2 separate regions of the Mus musculus genome follow, and region 1 is linked to region 2. A link is a contact called in public HiChIP or PLAC-seq data. All regions are on one chromosome and are shown on one strand. The core of a region is the stretch at or near the end of the contact, and the rest is flanking DNA. Distances in the headings are between cores, read along the strand shown. Region 1 has its middle 12 kb from the start of Gm39782. Region 2 holds the start of Cstad (CSA-conditional, T cell activation-dependent protein).

What was found. HiChIP or PLAC-seq counts read pairs in DNA pulled down with a chosen protein or histone mark.
Region 1: a contact with region 2 is called in an H3K27ac HiChIP or PLAC-seq map of double positive thymocytes, with 5 read pairs. The contact joins the enhancer-like site here to the promoter of Cstad in region 2. A contact is called at or near these places in 14 of 39 promoter capture datasets (the 3T3-L1 cell line, 3T3-L1-derived adipocytes, the C10 cell line and 9 more), 1 of 15 datasets of contacts at CTCF or cohesin (large pre-B cells), 14 of 484 Hi-C or Micro-C datasets (B cells, CD8 T cells, Th17 cells and 7 more), 31 of 115 datasets of contacts at active chromatin or transcription factors (the 230-238 cell line, CD8 T cells, T-cell acute lymphoblastic leukemia and 21 more) and 5 of 9 other capture datasets (adipose tissue, embryonic stem cells, liver and 2 more).

What each region holds. Positions count from the first base shown.
Region 1 is chr2:30,732,752-30,738,136 of GRCm38.p6, forward strand. No RefSeq gene overlaps it. Among named protein-coding and RNA genes, the nearest start is that of Gm39782, 12 kb to the left of the region's middle. Within about 2 kb of position 1,355, at least 21 of the 459 cell types and tissues checked have an H3K27ac peak or open chromatin away from gene starts, as enhancers often do. A contact at or near this core is called in double positive thymocytes, where this site is marked.
Region 2 is chr2:30,591,695-30,597,401 of GRCm38.p6, forward strand. Cstad (CSA-conditional, T cell activation-dependent protein) reads left to right here and starts at 3,350. Exons shown (of 2, transcript NM_030137.2): 1 at 3,350-3,380. The coding sequence starts at 3,376.

The sequences.
Region 1 (5,385 bases), core at 105-2,604, 140 kb after region 2:
AGCCACCATGTGATTGCTGGGAATGGAATTGAACTCAGATCCCCTGAAAGAGCAGCCAGTGCTCTTAACCACTGAGACATCTCTCAAGCCCTTAAAACATGTTTTGTTTTGGGTTTTTGTTTGTTTGTTTTTTGGTTTTTCGAGACAGGGTTTTCTCTGTGTAGCCCTGGCTGTCCTGGAACTCACTTTGTAGACCAGGCTGGCCTCCAACTCTGAAATTCGCCTGCCTCTGCCTTCCGAGTGCTGGGATTAAAGGCGTGCACCACCACACCCGGCTAAAACATGTTTTTAACAGGTCAGGGCTATGTATAGAGACCCTGTCTCAACACCTCCCAACACACACAAAGATTTAAAAAAAAATTTTTTTTTGGAAATTTGGCCCCAGAACCTGTGTCCTAAGAGTGTTCTGAGTCCTAACTCTGCCCTCCACACACCCAGATGCCATCTCTTTTCTTCTTGGCATCTGGTCACAAGAACCTAACATGATTCTTTTTTAACTCATCCTTTGGGGTTCACTGAACTCCCCCAATGATAATTTTTTTTCAAACTTGCAATATTTTCTGCCAATTCCTTAAAACATCGTTTTTCGGGCTGGTGAGATGGCTTAGTGGGTAAGGGCACCCGACTGCTCTTCTGAAGGTCCTGAGTTCAAATCCCAGCAACCACATGGTGGCTCACAGCCATCCGTAATGAGATCTGACTCCCTCTTCTGGAGTGTCTGAAGACAGCTACAACTCACATATAATAAATAAATTAAAAAAAAAAAAAAACATCGTTTTTCTTCCTGGTTTCCTTCTTTTCTCCTCTGAGGCTCGGTCGGATTGCTGGTCTGGGGGCATCTGGAGCCCAGGGTCATACTTTGTTTCCCTTTGTTATACAAGCTTCATTGCAGACAACCGGACCTGCTTTAAATTCTGATCTCTCTTTTAAAGGAAACATTTATTCCCCACGTGTGTGTGTGTGTGTGTGTGTGTGTGTGTGTGGTGTGCACGTGCACACCATCACCCACAGTCTGTGTGAAGGAGAGTCCCCAGAGCCTACACACACAGGTCCATGTATATGCGGCGTACCACAGTGCACATGTGGAGGTCCACACCCCTCCCCCACACCTTACTTTACATTCTCTCTGAAGATGAGCTGAGCCCCTAACCCTTACCCCACTAGCTGGGAATGTGACAGGTCATTCTGTCCTGGAGCAAGGGAGATGCTCTACAGCCTGTGCCCTCATAGGAGGAGATGGAGACAGGAAGGACAGCGGCTAAAGGAGGAGCAACGGCCAACAGCTGCAGCTGTCCTGAGAAGCTAGGAGATGGAGCAAGCAGTCTGCCCAGAGCCTCTGAAGGAGCTCACCTGCCCCCGCCCTGGGTGCAGACCCAGCTTCCGGCGCAGCTGTCACTCAAACTGTGGCATTCGGTTCTAGGGGCACTGGGAGATTAAAGTCCTTCTGGATTGCCCTTTGCTGCTTTCCATTGTCTTTAAAACAAACAAACAAAAAAAAAAAAAAACTTTATTGTAAGGCCAGGTGTGGTGGCTCATACCTTTAAACCCAGCAGATTAGAGGCAGATAGAGACAGGTGGATCTCTGAGTTCGAAGCCTGCCTGGTCTACAGCCTGGTTCAGGACAGCTAGAGCTGCACAGAAAAACTCTGTCTCATAAAACCAAAACAACAACAACACAGTACTTTATTGTTTCATTACTTTTTTTTTTTTTTTTTTTTTTTTTTTGGTTTTTCGAGACAGGGTTTCTCTGTAGCCCTGGCTGTCCTGGAACTCTCCCTGGCTGTTTTATTACTTTTACTTATGTGTAGATGTGCGAGCATATGCACACGCACGCCCACTTGCAAACACCTGATTAGGCCAGAGGAGAAAGCGTGGTCCCCTGGAGCTGGAATCACAGCAGCGTGAAGGCAAATTTGTCTATCCACTGAGTTAACTTGAGTTCAATGTTTTTGGATTCTGTTTGAGCCTCAACTCAGACACCAGCGGGCCTTCACCTTCCTGAGCCTGCCTGGCTTAGTGTAGCACGCAGTTTGTCAGCCTTCTCTTGAGATGAAGTGCCTGACAAACTGAAGGAGGAAAGATTTATTCTGGCTCACCGGCTCAGAGGTGTCCGGCTCTGTTGATTCTGTCTGTGGGTGTGCCAGTCACTGTGCACTGTGGTAACCTATTCACATTGCGCAAAGGTGTGTCTGTAGTTTCTTTTCTTTTTCTTTCTTTTTTTTTCTTTTCTCTACTTTTTTTGTTTTTTTTTTTTGATTTTTGGTTTTTGGTTTTTTGAGACAGGGTTTCTCTGTGTAGCCCGGGCTGTCCTGGAACTCACTATGTAGACCAGGCTGGCCTCCAACTCAGAAATCCACCTGCCTCTGCCTCCCAAGTGCTGGGATTAAAGGCGTGCGCCACCACTGCCCGGCATCTCTCTGTACTGGCAGAGCACTGAACGCTGGCAGGGTTCTGGTATTGCCATTCTATTTTTTTTTTTTTTTTTTTTTTTTTTTTTGGAAGACAGGGTTCCTCTGTATAGCCCTGGCTGTCCTGGAACTCACTATGTAGGCCAGGCTGGCCTCCAACTCAGAAATCCACCCGCCTCTGCCTCCTGAGTGCTGGGATTAAAGGCGTGAGCCACCATGCCTAACTATCTTTGGGTTTTCTATTTTGCAAATTACCAGTCCTTTCTGATTGGTTGTACTAAAGATCTGACGGCCAATAGACCAGCAGGAAGTAGAGGACAGAACTTCAGGGCAGGGTCAGAGATAGGAGAAGAAGCAGAAGCCAGAGATTCAGAGATCAGCCAGGAAGGAAATAGAAGGACCATAGAGGAGCGCATAAAGGCATAAGAGCTAGCCATGTCATAGGTGAGTTAGGTAGGTTACATTTAGAGTAGGCAGGAGACTGCCCAAGCAAAGGCCTACGCTGTAAAGTTTATTAAGACTCTGTGTCATTATTTATACTGCCATCAGGTCCGAGAAAGTCCCACTATCATAGGGTCAGGAGCACGTGGCAGAGCTGTGAACGCCACAGAGATGGTCTGTACTTGACTGTATTTAGGATCTCCTAAGAGACACACTTCTGGGCATTTGCCAGGGCATTTCCAAACCCATCCTAAGTGTGGGCAGCCCATGTCTGAGGTCCCAGATTGATAAAAAAAAAAAAAAAAAAAGAGAGTGAGCCAAGCACCAGCATCTATCTCTCTCTGCCTTCTGATAGTGGATGCAGTAACTCACTGCCTCACATACCTACAGCTATGCCTCCTCTTCCTCTTCCTCCCCTCCCCTCCTCCTCCTCCTCTTCCTCCTCCTCCTCTCCCTCCTCCTCCTCCTTTTCCTCCTCCTCTCCCTCCTCCTCCTCCTCTCCCTCCTCTCCCTCCTCCTCCTCTCCCTCCTCCTCCTCCTCCTCTCCCTCCTCTCCCTCCTCCTCCTCCTCTCCCTCCCCCTCCCCCCCTCCTCTGTGACAGTCTAGAAGTCCCTCCCCCTTCCCCATGCACTGATTCAGAAGGAGCTCCTCTTTCCCCAGGTTGCTTCTTGCTGATAATGAGAGAAGTAATTTTTTTCAAGAGACTACTTACCTCCAGATGGGTAGGAAACACAGAGACACACAGAGAGACAGAGTCCCACAAGACACAGTTCTTAGGAACATGTTTTCATTGACCAACATCCTTCAGCTAGGCTCTGCCTCCATAAGTTCCCAGAACCTCCCAAAATAGTGCCACCGGTAGCAAACCATGCCTCCCACACAGGAGCTCTTTGGGAGGACATAGTTTATCCAAACCTCAGCAAGAGAGAACAATTCTGTCTCCCTACTGTGAGCAGCACCCTTCCCTGCAGTGAGCAGAGGCCCTCCCAGCGCTCCTGAGTCAGTCTTTTTATTGCTGGCACCAATAATGGACCAGAGGCAACCTAAGAAAAGGAGGTTTCATTCTGGCTCACAGTATGAGGTTCACCCTGAAGGCCGGCGGGTGAGGCAGCTGGTCACGTGGCATCCATGCTTAGGAGGCACAGAGAGATGGATGCTGGTGCTCAGAAATCTTTCTATTTATCTGGTCCAGGAAGCCAGCCCATGAGGTGGTGTTGCACACGTTTTGAGTGAGTCTTCCCACTTCAGTTAACCAAATCTGTACTACAGACTGGTCCAGAGGCTTGTTCCCATGGCGATTCTCAATTGCATCAAGCCATCCATCCAGTAATGTGACTCCTTGCTTGTTTTGAGGATATCCCCATCCAACTCTGGCGATGCTGTGAAGCACACAAGCTAAGGAAATTCAAATGCTAAAGTCAGGGAGGGATTTGCACTGTCTAGAACGTGCTCCCAGGGCAAGAGGAAGCCACTTGCCCAGTTCACGGCTACATAGTGATGCACATTCAATGGGGCTCAAATAAAGAAAAAAATCAAAATACTGGTGTTTATAGGGAATATTCTTGTCTAGAATAGATCACCCACAAACAGCTGGAAGCTGAACCATGTAGGGAACCCTCTGTCTTTAAATAGCGCTTTGAAAGCCATTGCAGCTACCCAATCTAGCAGTGTGACCTTCAGCAAGATCCTGTCCCTGTCTGTACATTGTCCATCAATCTACTGAAAGAGATAACCTCTCTGGGCCTTCCAAGTATCACATAAGAAGTTAGAAGCCCTAGCTGGGCAGTGGAGGTGCATGCTTTTAATACCAGCTCTCAGGAGGCAGGGGCAGGTAGATCTCTGTGAGTTCAAGGCCAACCTGTTCTATAGAGCAAGTTCAGAACAGCCAGGGCTACACAAAGAAAAACCTTGTCTCGAAAACAAAACGAAATAAAGCAAACAAACAAACAAACAAAAAACACAGCACCCTGACCCTTGACCCCTGACCAGGATCCTACTTCCAACATGGTAAACCTGGACACCTCAGTCTCCCCATCTGTAACACAAAGGACACGTGCCCAATCAGGCCATCAGGACTGTTTTTTAAAAAGTGGTTCTGGAAACCCAAAGAGCAAACACCCATCACTGTATCCCAGTTCTAGGACTTTCCCTTCCGATGAGTGACCTCAACAGATTTTTATGTTAAAAGGAGGACCAAGGGATATGGGGCCAATTCCCCCTGGGGGGAAAATGTGAGCTTTCAAAGAGAGACAAATAACTCGCAATTTAAATGCATAAGGGACCAGGCTGTGCCGCCACATATGCAGATTGATGCAAATGAGATGCAAATGACCCAGAGTAAACCTGGGTTTGCCAGCATGCTTTGCCAAGCAAGTCAGTGATGAGGTTCAGCCAGGTCTGGTCTGTGCCAGAAGCTCACATCTGGGGCCTGGAGGCCTTGGCGTGAGCGTTTGCCGCTCCAGCTCCAGGAAGCTCCCCCATCACAGCCTTTCCCTGCTTTCCCCAGGATTGCACCCTACAAGGATAGAGGCTGCA
Region 2 (5,707 bases), core at 2,100-4,599:
AAAAGGATTAAAATTCATGATACACAAATATAAAATTGACAAAGAATAAAAAGTAACCTAAAACTACGTTCTTTTAAAAGGCAACCTAACAGAGAAAGGTGTTTCAGCTCACAGTTCAAGGTACAGTCCATTAGAGTGTCAGAAGCCGCTGGTCCCATCTTTTCCATAAGCTAGTGTACAAATCCCCTTTCCCCATTGCATACAGTCCAGGAACCCAGAGAGAGGGGGTTCTATCCACAAAGAAGTGAGTCCTCCCATCTCAGTCAACAGGATCACGATATCCCCCTGAAGCCACTTCCCCCACAGGATTCTTTATCTTGTCATGTTGCCAATTAACACCAATCATTACAGGGTTATTTGTTATAGCCATTGCCGCTAACAAAGCATCTCCATTGTCTCTACCCAAGGACGGTTGTGTTATTTTTGTTTGTTTTGTTTTGTTTTGTTTTGTAGAAGAAATTTAGTGTAGGCTCCCTGAAAGCTAGCAGGCTGCTCTACCGTCATCCTGAGATGGCCCACCTCTGGTCCTGGTCTACACAAAAGGAAAGCCTGTTCCCCAGGGCTCTGATTTCTGACCAGGGACTTGCCCTCAGTCCTCCACTCCAGCTTGTCACAATGCTTTGCTCTGGTAGTTCCTAGCTGTATTTGGTCATCTTGTTTGATATATTTGGTTGTTGTCTGGGACCAAAAGACTGGCATCCCTGGAGGGCGGGGGGGAGGGGGGGGACACGACAGAGATATGCCTACTATTTCCTTCCTGACAAATAGCTCCAAGCCTGGGGCTGGTTCTCTCCTGAGTACTCCCCTGCCCTGCAGAAGGAGGTGTCTAGGGACTGTCTCAGAGTGGCCAGCCTTGGAAATCCTATAGTGTGGAAGGCTCCAGCAGGGCTGCTCTCAGGATCCCATTTTCCTCGGACACCTGCATTCTAGTAGGAGAGGCCGGTGCTGCCGTCCCCTTTCTGGAGCTGCAGGAGGCTCCAGGGCCATGGGGGTCTGCCTTGCTCTGCACCCATGGAGGCCATGGAGGGAGGGGGTCTGCCTAGCTCCTCGCCCTGTTTTCCAGCTGGGAAGAGATCATGCCTTGCAGACACCATGGTCAATTACTGAGACTGTTGATTTCTGTTGTTTTGCCATGTGAGCACACAACCTCACAGGCACAGGGAGGTGATGTTGAGAGCCACTTTCCGGATGGGAACACTGGGGCCTAAAGGGTTGAGGTTCAGGGTTGCAGAGATGGAAAGCAGCAGCCGTGGGGCATTATGCTGAGGATGGAGGCAGGTCTCTGCTCGATACATGCAGCAAGGTGGGAACCCCTCCCCATGGCTGTGGGAACTCTCTAGTGCTGCCCGTCACAGGGACGACCACTCTGTTTCTAAGGCAGGTTCTTATGTAGTCCAGGCTGGCTTTGAATTTTCTGAGTTGTCAGGGGGGGACCCCCGATCCTCTTGTCTCCTCCCTCCCAGGTGTTTGACTTATAGGTGTGCACCACCATGCCTGGTCTGTTTGGTGCTGTGGATCGACCCCAGGACAAGCACTCTATCCACCAAGCTGCACCCCAGCCCCTCCCCACTTTCAATAGCTAAGTGCACTTCCATCTGCCTGAAACCAGCCCCCCAACCCAGCCCATGGTTATCTTCCTAGTAGCAACCATAACGGCAGCAAGTCTATTTGCTGTGTGTGCAGGCCCCCCCGCAAAGCCACCCACACCTTACACTTCACTGACCCCTCCCACTGGCCCCAGGAAGAGATGCCCTCATGACCCCATTTTATGGATGGGCATGTTGAGACTCTCTTCTGAACCAAGTCCAGGGCCAGGAGTAAAGGGCAGGCTTCCCACCCAGCAGCATAGAGAAGAGAGCCGCTAGGGACGGCAGAAAGGCTGACTCTCCCAAGAGCTCAACTGCATTCTCTCCTCAGCTCCCCACTTGTGGGCCCTTGACCTCTGCAGCACCCCAGCCTGCAGCTCATCCTTTTCATCGGCAGCTGGGGTGCTGCATGCTCGGCTCAATCCAGGTCCTATCGGGATCCCTGCTTCTCTGGTTGTGTGCTCACTTTGCAAAACAGCAGAATTTATAGCGCAAGTAATTGATCCGGGTGTTCCTGCCTCCCGCCATCTCGCTGGGTCTCCTAATTCCCTTCTCCTCGCTTTTCCTCAGCCTTCTCAGCACACCATCTGTGGTGTCAGAGAATAGGAAGCCAAAAAGGGAGGGGAGGGTTCTAGTCCCAGATCTGCCAAATAAGAGTCAGATGAACCTCAGTTTCCCCATCTACCAAACAGAGGACCTGGTGATACTCTTAGGGCGCTAGGCCCGGGGTGCTGGAGCCAGGAGTGACCATTTACTACCCTCAAGTCACTCCCAGAGGTGCAGGCATGCCTGAGACCCACTTCATGGATGGGAACATTGTGGCTTTGAGAGCTTGTGGTTGTTTAGGGACCCAGAGCTGAGAAACATGACCTGGGCTTAAATCCAGGCCTCTGTGGCCAGTGTCCTAAACTGGATTCTACCTCCAGAGAGAAGTCATGATGGGATCCTGGCCCTGTCCTGGCTGGCCGGCTTCTCTTTATCTACGGCCAAGCATGAGTTCGGGGCAGAGTGTTGAGGCACAAGGGGAAATTCTATAAACCGTAGAGTCTATCAGACCTCTCCAAAATCTACTGTATGACCAGGGGCCTCCTGGAAGACCCATACAGCCTTTTAGAACGATCCATAAAAGGACTCCAGGGGTGCATATCGCTGGCCTTTCCCATGGCAGGTGACTTAGAAGGGTCCAGTGTGCCTAGCATGGCCTACCCATGCAAAACTGAGCTGGGGCAGCTTCTAGGCCCCTTTCTGTTCATTTTGTGAGGTGATTGCTTTTCTGGGGTCACTGGCTTGTGTAAGCCCCTCCACTCTCAGTGAAGCTCTGCCCCGCTATTTGTTTGTCTTTGCCCCTCTCCTGGCCTCCGGGCGCCACCGACAGGATTTGTCTCCATTCCATGCCGCAACCTCTCCAGGCCAAAGCCATCTTCTCTCCCGTGGCTGTGCATCCGAGGACGCCTCGGCCCTGTGCAGCAGCGGGGCTTCGTCCTGGCCGGCCCTTAGCTGGGGACAGAGGCCGTTTTGTCCTTGCTTTGGAGAAGGGATGGAGGCTTCATCCTCAGTGGCTGCCTGCTCGCGCCTGGCTGGAGGAGAGATGAGAGCAGGCTGCAGGGCTGCAGGCAGCGGCTTTCAGAACAAACAGAATTTTTTTTTGCAACTAGAGGGGGAAGCACAGAGCTAAAAATAAAACGAAAAGATCAGTATCTGTCAGTCTGACAGCTGATTGGCTGCTCGGAGATGCATATAATTACCAGCAACTGGCGCTGGGTAGGCAAAGCCCGGAGAAACTGCTGAGATGAGGTTAGGATTTAACCTTTAAATTCTGGAGCCACCGGAAAGCTAGGGGAGACAACCGGCGTCGGTGCTAATGAGGCTGGGGGCGGGGGCCGGGGGCACCGAGTCGGGGTCAGGTCCCCGGGCTCCCCCGAAGGCCCGGGGAACCCTCAGCCCGCGCCTCCGCCATCAGACTGGGAGTGCCTCTGATTGGGCGGCTCGGGGGCGGTGGGCCTTCTCTCCGCCCAGCTGGGGGTGGTGTCTTCCGGGAAGTTGAGGGGTCGCACCTGGGAGGGAGGGGGAACTATCCGGTGCTCTAGGGGTTCCAGGCCTCTCCTCGACTGACCCTGTCCTCACCCACATTCCTCCATCTCTCTGCCTAGTACTAATAGGATTTGGCTTTGGTTTTGCTGCCCACCCCTTCAGCTCCTCCATCCCAACTCCTACCCCTGGTCCCTAGTCCCTTCCTTCCAGATCTGGACAGGCCTCACGCAGGCTGGTCCTAGGTTTCTCTAGAGATAGACCAAAGCTGCAGGACTAGAGGGGTGCTGCTGTCCTCCCTGAACCTCAGTTTCTTCATATGTAAAATGGGGGTGGTGATGGTAGAACCTGTTCTATGTCTTCACAGGTGACAGGGATTTTGCAAGCAGTGGTTCCCCTTGATTATCCAACCCAAGGTCTCCCCATGAGTGAGCTCATGTAAGGGTCTGCCCTGACCCACAGTGAGCTCCTGGGTGCCTCCAGCAGTTTCTGCTACCCTCTGTCTCCCCTGCCCCTCCTCTGAGCATCTTCTCTGGAAAGTATCTCCTGCCCCAGCCCTCCTGCTGCAGCCTCTGGGTTCCTGACTCACAATCAGACTGTATGCCCAAGGAGGACAGGAACCACAAAAGCCCATAGCCCTTACAAGGAAATATCAAATTCCTTGCTCTGTGGTTTAAGAAGCCAGACAGAGGCAGGGATCTCGGGCAGCTATAGGCCTGAAACACGCAGATGTCTCATCTGATAGGCAGCCAGCCATCCTCAGCCCTGTGGGGCTGGGGCTTCTTATACAACACCCAGGAGATGCCACCCTTGGGCTGGGAAGATGCAAAGTGCCTGGGGGGCGGGGCGGGGGGAGGAAGGAGTAGCTCACACTGGAACTGGCTCCTGACTGTGATCACCCCACAAAGATCTCTGCAGTCCCTACAACACCCCTAGCAAGTGTTGTTGTTATTGGCAATCTATGATGGGGAAACTGAGGCAAGGAACTGAGCAAGGCTTGAGAGTGCTCAGACCGGAGCCACCCAGGCCTCCTCTCCCAGGCCGTGGGATGAAGATGGAAGGGAGTCTGAGAGATAGAGAAGGTGCTGGAATAGCTAACCTGAGACCTTCCAAGCCCAGTGAGCCAGGGGGGTCTTGGTTGAACAGCTTCTCCGTGACTTCCAGTGTCATAAGCTCTGACAGTCCTGTAACTACCTCCCACCCCACAGTTCTGTTTCTTTCTTATCCTAATGAAGACCCCAACAGGGTGACAGGTGGCAGCTTCCTGTGGGGCATCTGTGGCACCCAGTGCCAGCCTCTGCTTTGGCTTGGAAGGTCATCCTGAGCCGATGTCACCAGCCCCAGAGCCCATTCTCACCCCTGGGTTATTGACCACCACTTCTTGTCAGTCCTCTGCCCCAGCCCCAGCCCTGCTGGCCAACAAAGAGTCAAGAAGGGTAGCTCACTTTCCAGGAGGCAGCCATAGACTTGTCCGTCTGAAGAACCCAGCTTCGGAGAGCTGTGTGACATAGCTGCTTGAGACCACCCTTCCCTTGTCCATTTGACTGGTTTCTTCCCCACTCCCCTTCCGGAGCCTTCTCACCCCAACTATTTCCTTGCTTACCTGGAAATTGGGTGGAAGCTGACCTTTGCATGTGCGTGTGCATGTGCGGTGTGCGTGTGCGTGTGTGTGTGTGTGTATACACATATGTGTTCAAGGGCACATGTGCACATGCCTTTACACAGAGGTATCTGCCCCAGTCATCCTCCACCTTGTCTTTTCAGGCAAGGGCTCTCACTGAGGCTCACTGACTAGCTCAGAGACTAAAGTCACTGACAGGCGTTGCTGCTCCTGGCTCTCATGTGGGTGCCTGGGATTCAAACTCAGGACTTCATGATTACACAGCAAAACCTTCACCAACAGAGCCCTCTCCTCAGCCTGCCATTTTGTGTGTGACCCGATTTAATTTCTATCTTTGTCACTGTGATTCCCATGTACAGAAATGTTGGCGGTGTGTATGGCCTTGCTGTGTGGTTACAGGCCAGGGTCACTCACACGAGCTCTTGCTGTGACTGGTCTCTGAGGGGTCTCTGACTCTGGGGTGGGTGATGGC